2 separate regions of the Ovis aries genome follow, and region 2 is linked to region 1. The links are chromatin contacts, called in public Hi-C maps. All regions are on one chromosome and are shown on one strand. Each heading gives the region's core, a stretch centred on a gene start, on an enhancer-like site or on the middle of the called end of the contact. The rest is flanking DNA. Distances are from core to core; before and after follow the strand shown.

Region 1 (5,209 bases), core at 2,432-4,931:
CCCTAATGGCAGAAAGCGAAGAGGAACTAAAGAGCCTCTTAATGAAGGTGAAAGAGGAGAGTGGCTTAAAACTCAACATTAAAAAAACAAAGATCATGGCATCCAGTCCCATCACTTCATAGCCAATAGATGGAGAAAAACTGCTAACAGTGGCAGACTTTATTTTCTTGGGCTCCAAAATCACTGCAGATGATGACTGCAGCCATGAAATTAACAGATGCTTGCTGCTTGGAAGAAAAGCTATGACAAACCTAGACATCGTATTAGAAACCAGAGACATCACTTGACCGACAAAGGTCCATTTAGTCAAAGCTATGGTTTTTCCTGGAGTCATGTACAGAGGTAAGAATTGGACCATAAAGAAGGCTGAGCACTGAAGAATTAATGCTTTCAAATTGTGGTACTGGAGAAGACTCTTGAGAGTCCCTTGGACAACAAGGAGATCGAAACAGTCAATCCTAAAGGAAATCAACCCAGAATATCAATTGGAAGGACTGATGCTGAAGCTGAAGCTCCCATACTTTGGCCACCTGATGCAAAGAGCCAATTCACTGGAAGAGCCCCTGATGCTGGGAAAGATTGAGGGTATGAAGAGAAGGGGGCAACAGAGGATGGATGGCATTGCTGACTCAATGGACATGAGTTTGAGCAAACTGTGGGAGATAGTGAAGGACAGGAAAGCCTGGTGTGCTGCCGTCTATGGGGTCATGAATAGTTGGACATGACTGAGCACCTGAACAACAGTAGATTGGAGGGGCCAGCAGCTTTAGAATGTTTAAAAATGTGGTTCTAGGAATCAAGAGAAATACTATTTGCACATATGGAAAAGGAGGAATGAAAAAGTTTACTGAAGCACTACTGTAAAAAAAGTGAAAACTTAACATCTGTTGATACAAAAATGATTAAACTATGGAATAGCCACAGTGTAGAAAATCATATTTCACTGACTTCAGGACATCATGAATGATAAACACTATTATTTTATGTATCACTAAAAAAGAAAAAAGTGCTCCTAATTAAACCATGACAAAAAAGTTTTCTTAACACTCATCATTTTTATATTTATTCAAAAAGCCACATGAAACTTAAGACATGAAGTTTTAATTCCATGTCATCCTCATGCATACATTAAAATAAAAGTATTCATCAAATAAATTGATTAAAACATATATAAATCTTCTTCTTGGAGTTGGAACCTTCTGAGTCATATGCAGACTCAGAATCATTAATATTCCAGGCTGCTAACATCCATTCTGCAAGTTTTGAAGCATATCCAGCAGGCAATGACAATTACATCACTACTACTGCCTAGATGATGGCAAGCGTAAGATGCATACCAATTTTAGAGATAACATATGAATGAAAGAGTATGCCTTAGAATAATGAAAAAAGGGTATTATGCAGCAGCTAAAGGAGCCAAGGAAATTTCATACAGGCCACCTCGGAAAGTAGTAATTCATTCATACTGCCAAGGAAAATTAGCAAGTTACCAAAAATATATGGTGTGAGTTTATTTTCGGAAAAGCAAAACCAACCTCTATATTTCTGCAGCAGGCAATGAAAACTTGTTTAGCCCAAAGATATTCACCCCTCACTTTTACTATGTCGTTCTATACTTTGTTGTTGTTCAATCACTAAGTCGTGTCCGACTCTTTGCACCCCTTGGACTGTAGCACATCAGGCTTCCCTGTCCTTCACTATCTCCCAGAGTTTGCTCAAACTCAAATCCATTGAGTCGGTGATGCTGTCCAAGCATCTCATCCTCTGTTGTCCCCTTCTTCTCCTGCCCTCAATCTTTCCCAGCATCAGGGTCTTTTCCAGTGAGCTGGCTCTTTGCATCAGGAGGCCAAAGTGTTGGAGCTTCAGCATCAGTCCTTCCAATGAATATTCAGGGTTGATTTCCTTTAGGATTGACTGGTTTGATCTCCTTGCTGTCCAAACGACTCTCAGAAGTCTATATTTTACATGCTTAAAAAGTAAATTATTAGTATTTCCCGAGACTCCCTTGTCTTACTTTTTTTTCTTTTTTGGACACTCAGCATTCAGGGCTCTTAGTTTCCCCATGAGGGATGGAACTCCATGCTCCCTACAGTGGAAGCATGGAGTCTTAACCACATGACCACCAAAGGAAGTACCTCCAGAGTCCCTTGTTGATAGAGGGGTCATGTGGTACAGTCTGGCCAATGAGTTGTAGGCAGATGTTCCAGTCAGCTTCCTTTCCTGAATTAAAATATAAAACTTCACAAGATAGCTTTTGTCCTTTCTTGTCCAATATATGGACTCAGTTTTGGCGAAGCAGCGATCACCTTGTGACCATGAGGACAAAAGTGTGGATGGTGAAACCAAGACAGAAAGAGCCTGCTGGCTCTACACTACCTGCCCTTGGGTTTCCTTTTAAATGAGACTAAAACACTGCTTTCTTTTGCTGGTTATTCAGTTGGCAGAATAAAGTTCTAACTGCTACAAATCAGTGTAGAGATAGATTTTTAAGTATCAGAGCAAAAATGCACACTAAATTGATGAGTGGAGGTGGAAACAGAATTGGGAAGGGGACTTTCCCTTCATTTTCAGTTTTTGAATTTTTTACAGCATAAAGGTATTCACATATTACCCATTGAGCTAAAAAAATTATTTCTGTTCCTTTATGTCAGAAATGAAAGAGACTCTGACAAAAGACTCTTAAAATGGGGCAGCATCTCAGGCTGAGGTAAATGACAAGAAAGGGTCTTAAAATGGGGCAGCATCTCAGGCTGAGGTAAATGACTAAACCAAAGAAGGTTTTTCCACTGAGCTATCAGTTTACTCTTCGTTCAAAAAAGTTAATCTGGGTTGATTTATTTGTTCTTAAAGAATGCAGACTGCTTCATAGTGAGTTCCTTTTCTAAAGGCTCACAAACTTCTTTTTTAGGCAGTACTGCTTGGCTTGTGGGATCTTAGTTCCCCCGTAAGGAATCAAACCTACAGCCTCAGCAGTGGAAGTGTGGCGTCCTAACCACTGCATAGCCAGGAAATTCTCCTCACAAACTACCTTTGATATGATCCATCCTGAGTTTGTATTGGTATACAGTAAAATTCAAGATTATTAGAGTCCATTTTTCACGGTCTACTTTTTTCTCCCTTCTAAAATCAGAATATTTTCCAATCTCTAATTTCCTGTTACTTCTCACGTTCTCTGATATTTTCCAAAGATTACCAGCATAACAACTGCATACAAAAGATTCTGGCACACACAAAAAAACACATGATGATGATACTTAATGATTCTAACATTGATGATAGTGATAGCACTTACCACTTGCTGGCCGTTTCTGACAAACACTGTGCCAAGTACTTTACACGCACTGTCTGATGTCGTCTTCACAAAAGTCTTGTGAAGCCCACTACTACCAGGTCCACTTTACAGACAGAGGCAGACACTGAAGCTCGGGCAGGTAACTTACCCAAAGCCACATAGGCACGCGGTGTCAGAACACTGGGACCTTCAAAGCATCAGCTCTTGAACACCGAGCTTAGTTGGAAAAAAAGGCAATATCAGTAAAAATGTAAACTCACCAACAGATTGTCTTTGTGTACCCTGCAAATACCCACTAATCTGGCCCATCTCCTCTCTCCCGGCGGAGTCAGAGCGGACCGCCATCCGGATCCTTTCCGTATTTTCCTTATCACCTCAGTCTAAGCTACTCAGGCTCCGCCCCTACCCGGACTTTTGCACCTTCTGCGCAAGCGCACTGTAGCCCGGAACGTGCCCACTGCTCCGCGCGTCCCCGAGAGATACGGACCCGAGCCGAAGGAGCGCGCCGAGCGGGGCCGCGCCCAGAGGTGGGCGGGGCCTCCATGTAACTGGCGGAGACACGCGAGCCCAGGACTTGCGGAACGAATGGCGGGGATTATAAGGATTGTACTCTCTCGGGAGTTGCCACAAGAAGTTTCTATTGCACAAGAATTTCATCCACCCATCTATTTATTCCAGAAATATGTGTTAGTGGCTACTGAGTGCGGCTATCTACTTAGCATGAAGAATGTGCCCACAGGGCTCCCCAGCTTGAACAGATACTTGAGAACTGCAGGAGCGGGGTTCCTTGAGCCTCACCCCCCAACCCCCAACACAGGAGAATTCCTGTACTGCAGGAGGAAAAGCAGGCCCAGGTTAAGGGTTCAGATCTGCATCTACCTGGGAAATAGATCCCGCTTGTCTCTAGGCTTGCCATTCCGTGCTCTTCTCTTCTCCCAGTCACTTGTACTTACCCCATCCGCCCATATGTTAGGGTCCTGTTAATTCTGCTTTCTAGAAGCTTACACTGTTGCCGGGTTAGAACACTGCAGCATGATACAGAGGAGGAAAGGGGGCATTCAAAAGAGGAGTAAATAGCTAAAGATGGGTCTGTAGAAGGCAGACGATTAATCCTCATGCTGGTTAATCCTCACTGTGGTCCAAAGGAGCTAGATAATGATAGAACTAGTGTTCAAAATACTTGAGAAGTGTGGGCCCTTCCTCAGGGAGCTCACGATGTTTCAAGAAAGAAACAGAGGGGCAGAGAGTGGAATAAAAGAAATAAAGAGGTGGAAACAGAAGGCTGTGCTATTTACTAGGAGGAAACGAAATAAATAATGAATATAATTTTGTTCGATTGCTTATTTGTATTTTTGTGATAACTATTTTATTGCATTCCTATTTTCTCCAAAGTTGAGTCGTTTTTGAATCTGGAACAAACTGTGTTATTTTTGCATAAGCTCTTCTTTCCTCAAGGTTTGTCTCATGTCATTCCTCTGCCCTCCCTCTCAGGTTTTCCTTTCCCTGCCTTCCACCTTCCTCTAATAATTGTTTAACAAATGCTAAATTTTAGAAATGGTTTCTGCTTTAAAGCATCTTCTTTTATTTCTGGAGTCTACAGTCTTTAATTCACTAAAGAACAGTCAGCCCTTCTCTTTTTTCACTATTTGGTTAATTACTATTAATTATTTCGTAAGGTCCCAGTTCCAAAAAGCTTTTCTCCTAATTCCATTTTACAAGCAAGTGATCTAATACACTCCTTGACACTGCCATCACCTCCAAACTGCTATATCCCATATATATATCTCAATAAGTACTGTCAGTTTCACGTCCCTAAAATTTATCAAACTTTTCTTTGTCTCACTATGTCTGTCCACTACCTTAGTTTAAGCATTCATCTGAATTTCTGGTATAACCACATCCATTTCATTCTTCCCT
Region 2 (5,247 bases), core at 2,693-5,192, 130 kb after region 1:
AACAAACATTTACTGAGGACCCTAAATATCAAGGGGGTTGAGATGGTTGAATGGCATCACCGATTCAATGGACATGAATTTAGGCAAACTCTGGGAGATGGTAAGCAACAGAGAGGACTGGCGTGTTGTAGTCCACGGGGTCGCAAAGAGTGGGACAGGACTTCGCGTGACTGAACAATTAAATATCAAGCCATATACTGAGTGTAGTCTTCCCTGGTGGCTCAGAGGTTAAAGCGTCTGCCTCCAATGCGGGAGACCCGGATTCAACCCCTGGGCCGGAAGATCCCCTGGAGAAGAAAATGGCAATCCACTCCAGTATTCTTGCCTGGAGAATCCCATGAACGGAGAAGCCTAGTAGGTTACAGTCCACGGGGTCGCAAAGAGTCGGACATGACTGAGCGACTTCACCTCACCTCACCTCACATTGAGTGTATACACACAATGATTATACAGTGATTTTATACACAGTCATTCAAGAAACAAATTCCCCACTCTCAGAAATGAGTCTAGTGGGGGTGGGGGGTGAGGAGCAGATATTTAACAAATACACAACACTGTACGATCATTTGGTTACAGCTATGCTGAGGGAGCACACAGAAGAGAAAGCACTCACAATACCTGTAACATGTGCAGAAGCGCAGACCAGACTACCACATTCAACAGGCACTTAGGCTTCACAGCCAGTATGAGAGTTCGACTGGCTGACAAGGGGTAGCCCGAGCCTGCAGGAGGTGCCACTCACTGGGAGAGCAAGGATTTCCGGGCAGGCCCCAGAAGGGAACTTTCAGAACATTCCAGAAGAGGAGGGATTTCTAAGTCAATCTTGGGGTGAACTCTGTTCACAGGTACCCAGAGCATGTCAAACCAACAGGAGCTCTGGACACACTATAGACAGATGGAGGGACGGAGGAGTAAGAGGCTTTCTGAGCGACCCCTTCAAACGCTGAGGAAGTCACCACCCCGGGGGCCACGAGAGTCCTCTGCTGATTCCGGGCGGATTCAGGGCCGCCGCACGCCCCCTCCCAGATTTGGGAAACTGAGGCCTAGAGGGGACGGACCAACCGTGGACACACCCATGACCATGAACCCAGCCCTGCCTCCCACCTGGGACAGGACGCACTACCTTGTCCACTTGGGCGGCGCAGAGCAGGTCGCGAGCCTCCAAGAAGGAAAAGATATGCAACAGTTCATGCAACCCCAGGCGCGGTTCCATGGCGCCCGCCGCCCAGGACGCCGGGGCTTGGCCACGCCTTCGCCGCGCTTCCGCCCCCGTAGGCCGAGCCCCGCCCCCGAGGCCGAGCCCCGCCCCGTAGGCCGGGCCCCACCCCTCAAGCTGAACCTCTTTCCGCAGGCCGCGCCCCGCCCAACCCGCCGGCTTCCGGCCGGCTGGCATAATTCTTGGTCAGCCGCGGTGCTGTTACTCCTTCCAGTAATAGCACGCCGGCTCCGCTTCTGTTAGTCTTCAGCTGGCTTTTGAGCTTCCCCTTGGCACTTGCTCTTGTCCTGACAGTAGCCCAGAACCTCGCTCACCCCCTTATACGGACATTCATCTTCGTTCTGACCTTCGCCCTTGCACTGACCCTTACACTGGAACTTGTGGCGCCCCTGCACCAAGTACCTCCTGAGCCCTTGCCCTGGTGCTGGCCCGTATCCAGACCTTGTCCCTTTTCTTCAGCCTCACCCTAATCATTGCCCTTGACCTCATTAGCATCTGACATCTACCCCACCCCTATTCTTACCCTCACCTGACCCTGACACACCCTAACATTCCTTCACCCCGAATTTTGCCCTAGCCATGGCTCTCACCTTCACAGTCACCTCCACAGAGACCCCCAGCCTCCCCCTTACCCTGGCACTGGCCCTCACCTAGTGTCTCCTTTGTCATGACCCCTGCCTTGGACCTGACCCCGGACCTCACTCTGGACTTGTCATGACCATATCAAAGATCAGAGTTAGTGTAAGGGTGAGGATCATGATCTAGCTCAGTGTCAGAGCAGTTAGGGTCACAGTCAGGATGAGGGTAAGATCAGGGACAGATTCATGAAGATCAGAAATAGGGTGACTGTCCAGTTCAAGGTAAAATTCTGTCAGGTTAAGGGTTAAGATCACAAAAAGGTCAAGGTCATGTCATTGGAATCAGGTTCAAGGACAAGATCAGTGTGAAGGAAATTTTAGATCCAGGGTTAGTTTCAAGATCCAATTCAAGTTTGAGATCAGTGTGACAGTCAAGATCAAGTTGTGCCTCCATTGCAGAGGGTCAGTGAGAGGATGAATGTCAGGATAAGAAAGATGGTATTTTGGGGATGAAAGTAAAAGTTGGGTTCAGGTTGACAGTGCATGTCCAGTTCTGAGTAGGATTCAGGGTCAAGTTGAGGGTGAGGTTGATGTTCAGAATTAGAATCAGTGTTGGATTCAGGGTCAAGATCAATGTGAGGATAATGTCAGTGTCAGGGTGAGCATGACATTATGAAAGTCAAGGTCAATTAAGTCAAGGTGGGGTTCCATTTCTACTCCTGCTGGCAGGAATTAAGTTCTCCTCCAACTCTCCCTTCCCTCCCCCAATTACATTGGCCCAATCTGCATAATCCAGGACACTCTTTACATCTCATTCCTTTAATTACATTTGCAAAATCCCTTCTGTGTGTAAAACAGCACATTCATAGCTTAGGACATGGGCATTTTTAGGGTAACATTAGTCTTCTTACCACAGAGTGTCAGAGTTTGGCTTGTAGTCAAAATCAGGCTTAAGTTTCAACGTGAGGATAGGTCAAGATGGAGGTGATGATTAGGCTGAGGATCAGAGTCATCATAATCATGAAGGGCTATATCACCCTGAAGTTCAATTTCAGGGTTAAGGTCTAGGTCAAGTTCAAGGTCATGATGGGATTAGGGTGTCAGTGGTGTCAGCCAAGTGTGAGTCCATGGCAAGATGAATGTCAGAACCAGAGTCATGATCAGGTTTGGGGTGCAGACTAGTTTCAGTTTCAGCTTGAGTACAGTGCTCAGACAGTAAAGTATCTGCCTGCAATGCAGGAGACCTGAGTTCAATCCCAGGGTCAACATGAGAAACAAAGTAAGATAAATATCAATTAGATAGTCATGGTTAAGGTAAAAATGAGAGCCAAGTTCAAGGACAAGGTTAAATTTTAGGTCAAATGAGGTCAGAGTTTGGAATGAAGGTCAGAGTCAATGCAAGATCAAAGCCAGGCCAGTGGCCGGGGGTGGGGGGTGGGTGGGGAAGGGGCTGCTGAAGAACTGAGTGAAGGTGAGAGTGAGGGTATGTGCCAGGGTCAGGGTAATAGAGTCAGGTTAAATTTAAGGCTCAAGGTCAAGGCTAGGGTCTGTGTCGGGGGTGGGGGTAAGGTTTATAGAGTCTTTGTGAGCAGAACTGGCTGAGTATCAGTGATCAGGGTTTGGGTCTAGACCCACATTTATATGGAGGTGAGAGATACCAGAAATTGAGCTAGACTGAAGCTTACTTAGTCTTCAGATGTGGCTGGACAAACACGCAGAAGCCAGATCCTTAAAATACCTTTAAAGTCACATGAGACACTTAAACTCATCCTTGCAAGCAACAACTGAGTTTACTGTGCTTTACCCTCAAAGAGCCTAGAGGGCAGTGATGGTGGCAGTTAGTCACCTCTGTAACCTCAGTGCTTGCAGAAGTTTATACATATGAGCACAAAATGTATATTTTGAATAAAAAACTGCTAGTAAGTTTCTCTCACTTGTCTGTTTTTAATCTGTCCATGAACAAACAGTACACTGTCTTATTTACTATAGCCCTATGATATGTCTTGGTATGTATCTGATACGGTAAATCCTTTCATTGCTTTTCTCCTTTTCTTCTGCTTCTCCCTCCTTTTAACCTTTTCATTTCCACATATATATTTTAGAGTTGGCTTGCCAAATTATTAAATAAGAAAGACAAAAGCAAGTTCAGATTGTTTTGATATTTACTGAATTAACAAATGAATTCCAGGAATGTCTGTCTTATTTGCAAGATATCTCTGAGCGAAGAGGATAAGGTGCACCCTTATCCTGAGGGTGATGCTGGTAAACCAGTTTAAGGTGTAGAGGGTCACTACGGGGTCCCCCACTTGAGCCATCCCTGGCCCTTGCCTTCTGCCACCTCACCTCTAAAAGGAGCTCTGTTACATGAAGAACCTAGGAAGCCCCCAAGACTAAAGTAGCCATGAATGGGGCCACTTTCCAAGTGACCAGAGAGAAACAAGGATCAAGAGATGATGCCACCTCGGCCACTTCTTTCTATATGAACTATGGAAGAGGGGCGTACGTCACATAGAACTATTCAGGGTTTTTATAATAAATCTCAAAGTTGAACTAGTGTTTAATGTCTGAGAACAAAATCAAACCAAACTTTCCTTCTCACTTGGGTTTCCAACATGAGGACATGGTAAACTCAGTGCTGCCTTAGATGGTTCCACTGGGACAATCCCTGACCGGTGGAATCCCTGATGATGACAGGCATGCAGTGGAACTCACTGCTTCCTTCAGCACACAGGTGGGAGGCCGACAGCACAGGTTGAGGGCGCCCTCTGCTGGGGCTGGATGGCCTCATCATCTGGCCAGGACCAGGGCCACTGTGGTTGAAATCAGGCTGGAGCAGAGAGTGGCTTGGGTTGTCCTTGGGAGGGGCAGGAAGTTGGGGGGACAAGCCAACAGGGCCTGGCCCTGCATCTCAGCCCTCCGGGATGAAAGGCCGAATCAGCTCCGGGTTCAACAGTGACTCCTCGAGAGGCCGGTCCACGTGGAAGTCATGGACGTGCGGGGGTCCTGGGTGGGCCTTGGGTGCAGGTCCCCCTGGGCGCTGGGGGATCGGCAGCTCCGAGGGGTGGACAGGCAGGGGAGCTGTGAAGAAGTAGTGGTGCAGGAGGGCCTGAGGGGAGTGAGAAAGAGATAGCAAAAGGAAATCGGTCACTGCAGCCTTCCAGGTTCAGCTCATTTCCCTCTGTGGGAGCAGCGGGGGATATGAATACCCCGGAAGAAATTTTCTCATTCACGCATTCTCCATTCAAGATGATCCCAACAGCTCTGAGTGTTCACTGTTTCAGCACTGCTCCAAAGACAGGAGATGTAGCAGTGAACTGAACAAAGAGCTCTGCCTTCAAGTCTTCCATATAGTCAGGGGCTGGACATGATTGAGCGACTAAGCACAGCACAGCACGGGGGGGATAAACAAGAAAAAGTAAGATAAACAGTGCATCAGATGATTGGTGCTGTGGG

Evidence for each region. Hi-C and Micro-C count contacts between places; a contact is called where the count stands out from the background.
Region 2: a contact with region 1 is called in a Hi-C map of hypothalamus, with 3 times the contacts expected there. The contact joins the promoter of LOC101123603 here to the promoter of MSANTD3 in region 1. A contact is called at or near these places in 11 of 16 Hi-C or Micro-C datasets (blood, hypothalamus, liver and 5 more).

Annotation. Positions count from the first base shown.
Region 1 is chr2:22,719,852-22,725,060 of ARS-UI_Ramb_v3.0, forward strand. It overlaps MSANTD3 (Myb/SANT DNA binding domain containing 3), which reads right to left and starts at 3,682. Exons shown (of 3, transcript XM_060409014.1): 1 at 3,553-3,682.
Region 2 is chr2:22,850,838-22,856,084 of ARS-UI_Ramb_v3.0, forward strand. LOC101123603 (F-box/WD repeat-containing protein 12) reads right to left here and starts at 3,943. Exons shown (of 10, transcript XM_060409009.1): 1 at 1,124-3,943. The coding sequence starts at 1,393. CDK20 (cyclin dependent kinase 20) reads right to left here. Exons shown (of 8, transcript XM_012115120.5): 8 at 3,939-4,900. The coding sequence ends at 4,703.